Linked DNA regions of Mus musculus: all the other regions are linked to region 1. Evidence: chromatin contacts called from public promoter capture Hi-C data. All regions are on one chromosome and are shown on one strand. The core of a region is the stretch at or near the end of the contact, and the rest is flanking DNA. Distances in the headings are between cores, read along the strand shown.

The links. Promoter capture Hi-C pulls out the DNA fragments that hold promoters and counts their contacts.
Region 2: a promoter capture Hi-C map of pre-B cells shows a contact between it and region 1. The contact joins the promoter of Cox18 here to the promoter of Ythdc1 in region 1. A contact is called at or near these places in 1 of 39 promoter capture datasets (pre-B cells) and 2 of 484 Hi-C or Micro-C datasets (B cells and CD4 T cells).
Region 3: a promoter capture Hi-C map of pre-B cells shows a contact between it and region 1. The contact joins the promoter of Ankrd17 here to the promoter of Ythdc1 in region 1. A contact is called at or near these places in 2 of 39 promoter capture datasets (cranial neural crest and pre-B cells) and 2 of 484 Hi-C or Micro-C datasets (B cells and CD4 T cells).

What each region holds. Positions count from the first base shown.
Region 1 is chr5:86,802,976-86,806,529 of GRCm38.p6, forward strand. Ythdc1 (YTH domain containing 1) reads left to right here and starts at 1,291. Exons shown (of 17, transcript NM_001347375.1): 1 at 1,291-1,616. The coding sequence starts at 1,589.
Region 2 is chr5:90,222,506-90,225,828 of GRCm38.p6, forward strand. It overlaps Cox18 (cytochrome c oxidase assembly protein 18), which reads right to left and starts at 1,491. Exons shown (of 6, transcript NM_001033310.3): 1 at 1,111-1,491. The coding sequence starts at 1,434.
Region 3 is chr5:90,364,290-90,367,741 of GRCm38.p6, forward strand. Ankrd17 (ankyrin repeat domain 17) reads right to left here and starts at 1,896. Exons shown (of 34, transcript NM_030886.2): 1 at 1,378-1,896. The coding sequence starts at 1,758. It overlaps Gm9958 (predicted gene 9958), which reads left to right and starts at 2,708. Exons shown (of 1, transcript NR_045618.1): 1 at 2,708-3,452.

The DNA.
Region 1 (3,554 bases), core at 41-2,540:
AGCTTTTCTCCATAAAAAGGGGTCTTATCACTATAGCAACTGTCTGTCTGTCTGTCTGTCTGTCTCTCTCTCTGTTTTCCAAGTCAAGGTTTCTCTGTGTAGCCCTGGCTGTCTTGGATCTTGCTTTGTAGACCAGGCTGTTCTTGAACTCAGATATCTGCTTGCCTCCTCCCTAATGGGAGGATTAAAGGTATGCATCACCCTTTTCTAGCTAGCTTTTTTTTTTTTTAATAAAGTTCACAATTTTCTTTTTCCCTTTTGTCTTTTTTCTTCCTTTCCATTTTTTTTTGTTTGTTTTTCTTTTGAGCTAAGGTTTCACTGTAGCCCTGGCTATCCCAGTACTGTTCACTCTATAGACCAGGCTGGGCTCTAACTCAGAGATTCCCCTGCCTCTGCTTTCAGAATGCTGGGTTTCAAGGTGTGCACCACCACTCCTGGCGTCAGCACAACTTTCAATTTGTTTACTCAAACCTTGGCTGCCTTAACTAGAAGATAAACTCAGACTTCCTTTGAGGGAGAACACATTTGTTTGTTTATTTTTGAAGCAGGGTTTCTGTGTAGCCATGGGTGTCTTGGAACTCAATCTGTATGCCAGGATGGCCTCGAACTCACAGGGATCCTCCTGCCTCTGCCTCTGCCTCTGCCTCTCCAGTGCTGGGATTAAAGATGAGCCCAAATACCACCCAACAATAAAGCTATTCTTAACCCCTGGTCCTAGAACAATATTTAAAAAGAAGTAGTAGACACTACTAATCAAATAAAAGAAAATTAAATATATAAAAAAGACATAGCCGGGCAGTGGTGGTTTATGCCTTTAATCTCAGCACTTGGGAGGCATAGGCAGGCGGATTTCTGAGTTCGAGGCCAGCCTGGTCTACAGAGTGAGTTCCAGGACAGCCAGGGCCACACAGAGAAACCCTGTCTCGTAAAACCAAAGAAAGACATAACACCCTTTCTGATGGTGTCTCACACTAACCATTCAAGGCCTTCCAAACGTTTCTGGTGAGATGTCTGCATCCTTGAGCTGTAGGAAGCACAGCAGAGAAGCCTAAATACCGATTATCCTCTGGAACGAGGGCGGTTCCCTGGACGTCAAGTTTGCGCGCGGGGCGGGACGACGTGCCGAAGTCACGCCCTCTTACGTCCCGCTTCTCGCTCCAGTCCCCGTCCCCGCCTCCGCCCCCGCCCCGGTTCCCCGCACTGTGACGTTCCGCGAGAGGCACAGAGCGTAAACAGCGCAAGGCATTTCGGGAGCGGGATTGTTTCGCGCAGGAAGCAGGCTCCATTTTAGCGCCGCCCGGCGTCGCCATCTGTGTCTCTCTCCTCCCCCTTGTCTCTGTGGTGGCCGAACCCCAACAGGAAGGCTGAAGCCCGCGCCGACCGAGGCCAGAGAGCCAGGCGGGAAGAGAACCAGAGCACGGGAGGAAGGGTTGCGCGTAGGAAGCTGAGTGGAGCAGGTCAGGTCGAAGCGCGCGGCCCGCCGGACGGACTGACGGACGGACTCGTGCGCCTGCGGCCGCGTCTGCGGCGCCCGCGCGACTCGCGTCCCGGCGGCGGCGGTGGCGGCGGCGGAAGCCGGAGGGCAGCCATGGCGGCCGACAGCCGGGAGGAGAAAGGTGAGTGTGGAGGACGGGGCCTCGGGGCGGCCGGGCGAGGGGACCTAGGAGCCGCGGCCTGCGGGCGAGGCGGGAGGTTAGGGCCTCGCGCAGAGCAGGCGGCCGCATCGTGACCCGCTCCTTGCGAGGCCTGGCCTGCTGGGCCCGGCGTCCTCGTCTCTGCGGCGGCTCCCACCTCGACCAGGGCTTTGCTTCTCTCGTCACTCCCGGGAGCGGTTGGGAGAGGGCTTGCTTTGAGGAACTTGCCCCCGGGCACGTTTCCTGGCCGGATTATGCGGATGTAATGCGTATTTTTCTGAACTGTCGTCTTTTTGGTTGACTTTTTTCGAAAATAACGTCACAGTTAGCATTGTTAGACTAGTGAGTAGACTAGTTTAATTCATTCAGGTGGATTATTAATCATGAGAAATACCTGTAAGTAGCTTCTCACTGATCTTTTGGATAAGCTAAGAATCGCTTCTTTTATTCCTCGAGTATTTACTTTGGAAAGAAAGATATTAGGAAAAAAACAAACAAACAAACAAACACCCATGCCCCTTCTTCCAAAAGTCCTAGCAACGGATCTCCCAGAATAGTGCAGAGTTCTCAAAAGATTCAGCGAGGAATACGTAGGTGGAGGCTAGAGAGACTTGGAAAGATAAAAAGAAAACATTTTAGTTGATAAAATGTCATTTCTTCTGAAATACTATATAGAGACCACAGATGCCAGTATAGGATCCAGACCATAGAAGATACTCGTCTAGATGGGATGCAGTCTTGAGAGAGTTCTCAGCTCTGGGACTATCGCGACAGTCTTAGAAGAAAATAGTGCACACTTGCTGCCCTGCATTTCACAAATCTCTGCTTGTGGCTCATTAAATTTGAGGTGGAGATTTGTTAAGTGGGCTGAACAGTCATTAAAGCTTTTTTCCACTTTTCTGGTCTGTCTTGAGTGGGAATATGTTTAAAGATCTGTCTTTGTCATAAGCATCCTCCCCCCCCCCCCCCCCTTAGGGACATGGTTTCCATGTAGCCCTGCCTGTTCTGGAACTTGATTTGCAGACAGGCTGGCCTCAAACTTGAGAGATCTGCCTGCTTCTGCCTCCTGAGTGCAAGGCATGTGCCATCACTGCCCAGTTGAAGCAATTCTCGATGCACACATTGCAGTTTATTTTTTATTCTGAAACTAAACCTGTTCCTCGAGACATTCTGAAGGACTGTGAAGGAAGAATTCTGATAGTGAATAAAGGACTATCTTATTATATAAAGTCAGTTGTAAAAAAAAAAAAAAAAACCTGAAGATCCTTTCAACCTTTGATTGGCAGGATAAGATTTATGACTTAGTAGTTTTGGTGGCTGCCATGGTAGATGAACCAAACACAAAAGCGATTAAAATTCAGTTGTCAGTATAGTTTCTATTAAAGTGAAGATAATTTAGAAATCAGTAATATACAACAATGCACAGTGAAGTAATGATCATTTGCTTTTAGAAGTGGACTTAATATTGAAGATGCACTTTAAACACAAAAACTCGATTATTGAGTTGTGATGTCATTCGTCACCAATGCTTAGAATATTTGGAAATAGTTTTTTAAAACTTAATTTTTCTAATTGTGCTTTATTTGAATTTTCTGGTACAAGTGACTTTTTTATAGTTAAAATCAAGATTATTTCTCTATACTAGCAGCTAGTAAATACCTACTGGAAGTGCTTAGTGTTACTTGATCATTGTCACTCACCTATGAAAGTCAGTATTAAAACGAATAAGTACCTTTAATCCCAGCACTTGGGAGGCAGAGGCAGGCAGATTTCCGAGTTCGAGGCCAGCCTGGTCTACAGAGTGAGTTCCAGGACAAGTCAGGACTACACAGAGAAACCGTGTCTCGAAAAAACAAAAAACCAAAACAAAAAAACCGAATAAGTAATACTTAAAGAAAAGTGAGAATGTTAAGAGAAATT
Region 2 (3,323 bases), core at 241-2,740, 3.4 Mb after region 1:
GAACACAGGACACTGTGTGCCACCAGCCCCAGGCATGTGAACGTGAGCTGTATAAAAAGCCAGTAAGCAGTGTTCCTCCAAGGACTCTGCTGCTGTCCCTGCTCTGTAATGCCTCCACAATAGACTATATAACCTACAAACCACATAATCCCTTTCCTCCCCCACTCAGCATTTGGTCAGGACAACCAAACTCACAGTTCTAGTCTCTGTTCCCTAGACCATATACAAATGTTGTTTACTGATCACACTTGTAATCGAAAACATTTAAGAAAACTCTATTAGATATTAGTTTGCTTAAAGTATCTTTGACCCCAGATTTAAATTCCTTGCCTGTACATCTATCTGCGTGATCTTGGCAACCATACTGAGTTAAACCAACTGCAACTTCTTGGTTATGGGTACCTGATGTTTTCTGTTTCTGGCTGTGCATAACCTGAAATCCTGATTCCCAGTATGTAGCATATCTAACAGCACCTCCTCCATAGGATTTCGAGTAAATGAAAACTGCATCCTGGTTCTTACTGTTCCATCCCTACATTTCCCAGGAGAGAGAAAACAGCATTCCAGTGTTAACACCTCACTGTGAATGCTTCCTGGCTCAATGCTGCTGCTCCCTTCCTGGCAATCCTCTGTGACTCAAATTAAAATCTTGACTTACCCCACCCCCACCCCCAGGCACAGCCATGGGGGAGGTAACGTTATACCAATTCCACTGAACAGAGTTCCTAAAAAGCCAACTCGAAGTTTCAATCCATCAGATACAGGGTAGTAGGTGGTAGGCCCAGAGGAAGAATTCATGTCTGGAAACTGCTAACTTAGTGATACCTTTCTAGTAATAAAGAGCAGTATCAATAGTGACAAATGATGCTGCAGACTCTTAAAATGTTTATGACCCTAATGTTTCAGGTTCCTCCGTGCCATTTCTTCTGAATATTGGTCTCAACCGAACATTTGGGAGGCACTTGTATTTCGAATAAATACTTGGTAGGTCGGGTGAACTGGAAGGTACTCGAGTCACCAACCATCATTTAACATGCAATGCTAACTAAATTATTTTAGCCTCCATGTTAACACTAGCAGGCAGGCAGCACGGGGACCGACGCCCCTCACCTTAGCCAGGATGTAGTGCTGATAGGCGGCCAGGGGCAGAGTGACAGCACCGCGCAGGGCAACGGTGCTGAGTATGATGTTGCTCCACCAGGGGAGGCCGGTAGCCTCCTGCGCGCCCAGCAGCACTTCCTCCGCGGTGCGCACCGGCGCCGACGCTGCCAGGGCCTCATACCAGCCACCTGGAGAGGCCGCAGACACCGAAGCGGCTGCCCATACCGGAAGGGCTGGGAGCCGCGCGCTGCTCCAGGCGGGCGGTGATCCCGGTGCCGGGAGCCGCAGGGTGGGCAGCGACCTGAGCCACCCGGCACACGACCGGCACAGCATGGTTACACGGAGCGGGCGGCCAACTAGAGCACTAGCACCAGGAGGTTGCGCGCATGCGCGAACCCGAGGCCACGCCTGACCTTCCCAGCCGAAAGCCCTGTCCAGTGTCGCGCTAGAGATGACGTAAGACTCCGCCTTTCCCACGCGGCAATGAGCCGCTTGAGGCTCTCTTAACTCCTTTCCTTGCTGGGGTGGAGTTCAGAGCGGGAACCGGAACTGCAGGGGTAGGCGGGGCGAGCAAACTGCCTTGCTGTTGAGTTTCAGTTTCCACTCAAGGAAATTGTGGCTTGAGTACTTTTTGTGACTCGGCTGTTTCCGCCCAAGGCGCGCAGCATCTATCTCCGTTTTCTCTACGCACTGCTGAAACACCTACTTTGGGAATAGTGTTTCTGGCTCGGTCAGTGTTAAGTCTGCGTCCTTTATCCCCCTAGGCAGCTCTACTTTATAATAAGACCTAAATGTCTTTATCTGTTCCGGTTAGCATTCTGTATTCCTTTATAAACAGAATGCAGAAATGCCGAGTGGTGGCGCACGCCTTTAATCCCAGCACTTGGGAGGCAGAGGCAGGCGAATTTCTGAGTTCGAGGCCAGCCTGGTCTACTGAGTGAGTTCCAGGACAGCCAGGGCTATAAAGAGAAACCCTGTCTCGAAAAACCAAAAAAAAAAAAAGAAAAGAAAAAAACGAAATAAATAAATAAGAAGAAGAATCACCATCATAATAAGGAGCAGGGAAAAATACTATTTTTCATTTTACAAAATGAATTCCATCAACAGCACAATTTTGCTTCAACGGTTAAATGGAATGCACAGGGCTTTTAACAACTGTGTGTTTTTCACATTCGTGTTCCTGTCAACAGAAAATAAATGGAACAACGAAGTGCCCACTCCTAGGGTAGGCCAAAGTGAATTGAGTTTTTAGAAACCTCTCCCATGTTTGGTAAAGCCAAACTGTGGACACTGTCCTCTACTTTATTGAACACCTACCAAAGCTGTCAGATAGCGTATTTTCTGAAACTTGGGTAACCTGCCTTTAGTTCCCATAGCATAATCCCTTTTAAAAACAGCTCACTTATCTCTTGCTAGTTTAAGAAACCACCGTATTTCCATAAAACTGTTAATATCCAGTAGGCCCTTCCAAGATGGCCTTAAGCCAGAGAAGTTACTTAAAAACAACTCCCCCAAGTCCCAACTTACCATACATGAGAACCTAGAATTAATTCTCAACACTGGGAAAGTAGGTAAATTTATTATGTGTAATAAATAAGCCTGTTATTTGTAGATCTATTGTTCACAAACCCTAAACCAAAAATTTCAAGCAGTTATTAAAATCTTTAACAATTTTTTTCTACAGCTACAGGTAACTGACAACCTCTTCTGATAAAACTGCACACCTGCATTCATGTCAAAGTAATGGAAATAAATTTAAAAACTAAACCCATATATTGTTATGTGAACTAAACTTCTTAATACTTATTTTGTGATGTTGCATATATGAGCATATTTAACTTTTTGTCTTCTTAATAATGTGCATATGACGTGTCTGTAAATCTAACACTAACCCTGAGGAGGAAACTCATGTGGTATCAGAGACCACTTGAGAATTCTAAGGATTGGATTGAGGTTATCAGGCATAGCTTTATGCCTCCCCCATAGGCCCTTGAGATATACAATATGTTCTCTCTGTAGCACAGGCTATTCAAGGACTCACTGTAATTCAGGCTGAAGTGTACTTTTGAGAAAACCTCATGCACTAGTGCCTGAGGGAGGCAAAGGGAGGTTAAGAATTCAAGTCTGGGTCTCTCCCAAGATCCTTCTCTGAACACCTAAAAATTAAGGGGCCACCGCTTGCAATAGCTCCCTGAAATATATATAAAATATATAAATGTTTC
Region 3 (3,452 bases), core at 646-3,145, 3.6 Mb after region 1:
TACTCTTAGAACTTTTTTCTACGATGTAGCTTCATCTAAGGTTAGGGAAAAAATGTTTGTCTTATTGCTAACAGGTGAGCCTCAAGTCTCTTTCCAAGGTCTCTACATAAACAGAACCTGGATGGGAAAGAAGAAATCAAATTAACTCAAAAGCAGCCTTTTACCAGGCTCTAGTGTGGCACGCAGTATTTCTGGATAATTCAATTAGTCTTCTCTTTAGAATCAACTTTTACAGCTTCTTTCCCTCTGCTGCCTCGAGTTACTATTTCCTCCATATTTGGGTGTTTAAAGCTTCCATTTCCTAATATTGACAAAAGGGTTTGTTCTAAAAGAACTAACAACTGGTAGGTCATAGTTTGCTATCAGTATGGTTCATTAAGCTTTTGGGTTAAAAGGAATAAGGTCCTACAACGCCGCCTGTCTGTAGACCCAGGAAAAACTATAAGGAGTTATGAAACCAGATCACTAGAACATAAGGCCTCCCTATCCCAATCACAACCATGCCCGGGTGCAAAACAGACACTTCATCCCTGCTTACTTTACAATAGATAAATAAATAAAGTTAATTAAATAAAAGCGGGGTATGGTTTGATTATTTCTTATTAAGGGAGAACCCGATGGATTATTACACATACACGCAGAGCACCTAACAATTTTTACGTACTAAGTCACTTGTAAACGCATATGGAGGGATAGAAGATCGGCTCATCCATAAATCTTTCACAAATCGAGGAAGCGAAGAGTACTTCAGCAGCCACGAGTTTAGAGAGAGAGAGAGAGAGAGAGAGAGAGAAAGAGAAAAGAAAAAGCCCTGCAGCAAAACAGTATGGAAAAGTACAGCCTCTCACGTGTCTCTCCCAGATACAAATACTTAGCTCCGAGTCCATTACAATCTTACCGCCCCTCCACAACTGCTCCCGGCCACCTTCCACTGACAGAAAACTACCAAGCTCGCAGTCGGTCCCCCGGAGACTCTCCTACCTATTATCTTACCCCTCCCGCTTTAGCTCCGCCCCCGCCCCGGGAATGAGGTGGCCTTACTGGCCCCAGAGAGACCACCCTTCGGCCCCAAAGTGCCACCCGGGAATCCGACCAATCAATCCCTCCACCCTTCACCCTGCGAAGCAGCATCCTCGGCTAGCCAGCTTCTCGGCAACTCCGTGCACTCTCCGGTCCTCCCACCCCCACGTGTCAGCTACCCTCCCCCACGTCCCCACACCTCACGACTCAGGCCGAGCAAAGAAAGGGGGCAGCCGAAAGCCCGGTCCCTCAGGGCAGATCGTAAGCCCCGAGGGCTCGGTCCCACCGCGAGTCCCCTCCCACCTTAGGCCCTCCACGGTCCCTTCCGCCCTCCTCGAGGTGAAACCAGGCCCTTGCCTCAGAAACCTCCTCTTCCTCGTCGTCGTCGTCCTCCTCTTCCTCGCTGTTGTTGCTGCTGGTGCCGCCGCCTCCTCCTCCTCCTCCACCGCCACCGCCGCCGCTGTTGTCGCTGTCGCTGCTGCTTTCGCTGCTGCTCGGGGGTCGGCAAGTCCGGTTCCGCTTGGCCTTGTGGTGCGGCGGCTGCTGCTGCTGCTGTTGCTGCGGTGGCTTCTTCTTCAGGAGCAGGTCGCAGACTCGCACCATCCCACGAGGAGAAGAGGCCGGGCGAGCCCCGCCGCCGACCTCCGCCGCCGCCGCCGCGGGGGGGGCCGCCACTGCCGCCGCCGCCGGGGGACTCCCTTCTCCCTCAGCCGCCGCCGGAACCGTCGCCTTCTCCATCCCCGCGGGAAGAGGGGGTGGGGGACGCGGACGGGGGAGGGGCGTGGGGGGGCTCCGCTCTACCGCGACTTCGGTCGCGCCGGGGCCGACACAGCGCTCCGGGCCGCCGCCGCCGCCACCGCCTCGGTCACCTCTACTGCCGCCGCCGCCGCCGCCGCTCCGCCAGCTCTCACCTCGTCTCGCGATACTAAGGGCGGGGAGCTTGGCGGAGGGAGGGAGAGAGGGAGGGAGGGAAGGGAGGGAGGGAGAGAGAGCGGGAGGGCTGAGGGGGGGCGAGGCGGAGCGCGAACGCCGTGCCCGGGAAAGCCGAGCAGGCGTCCGGAAGGAGCCGCCGGGGGAGTGCGCCTGGAGTGGCTTCCTCTGGGGAGACCGAGTCTGAGCGGGGACCGCAAGCAGGGACCGCGGGCGGGCGGGCGGGCGAGCGAATGAACGAGCGAGCGAGCAAGCGGGCGGGCGAACGAGCGCCTGGGTGGCTTGTCTTCTCCGCGCTACTTCCCCCACACACACAGCCCTGCAGCCCTCCCTCCTTCCTTCCTGGCTTCGTATTAGAACGCAGCCGCAGGCGGAAGCGCGGGTGACGCCATCAGCCGGCGCCGCGGCGGCCGCGCGAGCGCGGAGCCCTGCCTGCCTCTCCCAAGTGCAGACTCCAGGGCCGGGGAGTGGGCTCCCCCGCGAGCGAGCGAGCGATCGAGCGTGCGTGCGTGGGCGCAGGGAAGCAGAGGCAGTGGGATGGCGAGCAGTGGGGCCCGGGCTAAGTCGGGGGCGAGCGCAGAAGCGCGGGGGAAGCTGGGCGAGCGCGAGGCCTGGCCCCTCAGATCCGGGAGGTGGGGCCTCGCCCCGGACCTCCTGGATGGACTTTTCCTGCCTGGCCATTTTCTCCACCGCCTAAGCCAGAGAGCATTGGATCTTCCGAGAGAACTTCGTGAGAGGAGAGAGACTGAAGTCAGGTCCAAAAGAAAACTGTTTCCCCTCCACCATCCCTTGGAGCGATCACGTCCTCACTTAGAAAACTCTTGTCCGAGTTTGAGTCTCGGGTCCTAGGCTTCCTAAATCTGACTATTTTGTACACCTTTGTAATGTGCAGGAACGGAATCTAGTGATTTTTAAGACTATACACTTCCGAAGAGGTGGGTGTGGGAGCTGGGCCATCATCGTATGCATTTCTCGGTCTGGATTCTGAGATCATTTTGAGTACTTAGAAAACTTGCAGACCGATTGAAATGTAGCTTTCTTCTTCAAACAGACGTCTCCAGTGTAGCCCAGGCTAGCCTTGAACTGGCGATCTTCCTGAGATTATATGGGTCTGTACACCACCGTGTCATGTTTATGTAGCTTATTGAACTCAGAATTAGCCATTTCTGGGCTAGTACGAGTAGTGACATAAGGAAAATAAAGCAAACATCAAAGACAGATGTACTGGCACAAGATAAAAAAGTCCCTCAACTGACAAAGTTACCATTTTAAGACTTCTAAGTTTAGCTGAGTGCCTGATTTATTTTATTTATTTTTTAATTTTTTTTTTTTTTTGCATTTTCTTTTTAGTACTGGCATACCATATGAAATGTGGGCAGTTGCCAGTACACTACGGAGTACCACAGACGAATTGGTGATGACTAAATCAATTCATTGAGGCAAAACTTCATGTGTCTACTGTGTGTGTTATCTCTGAAATCAGAGTCTGTGTTTCCAGGGGC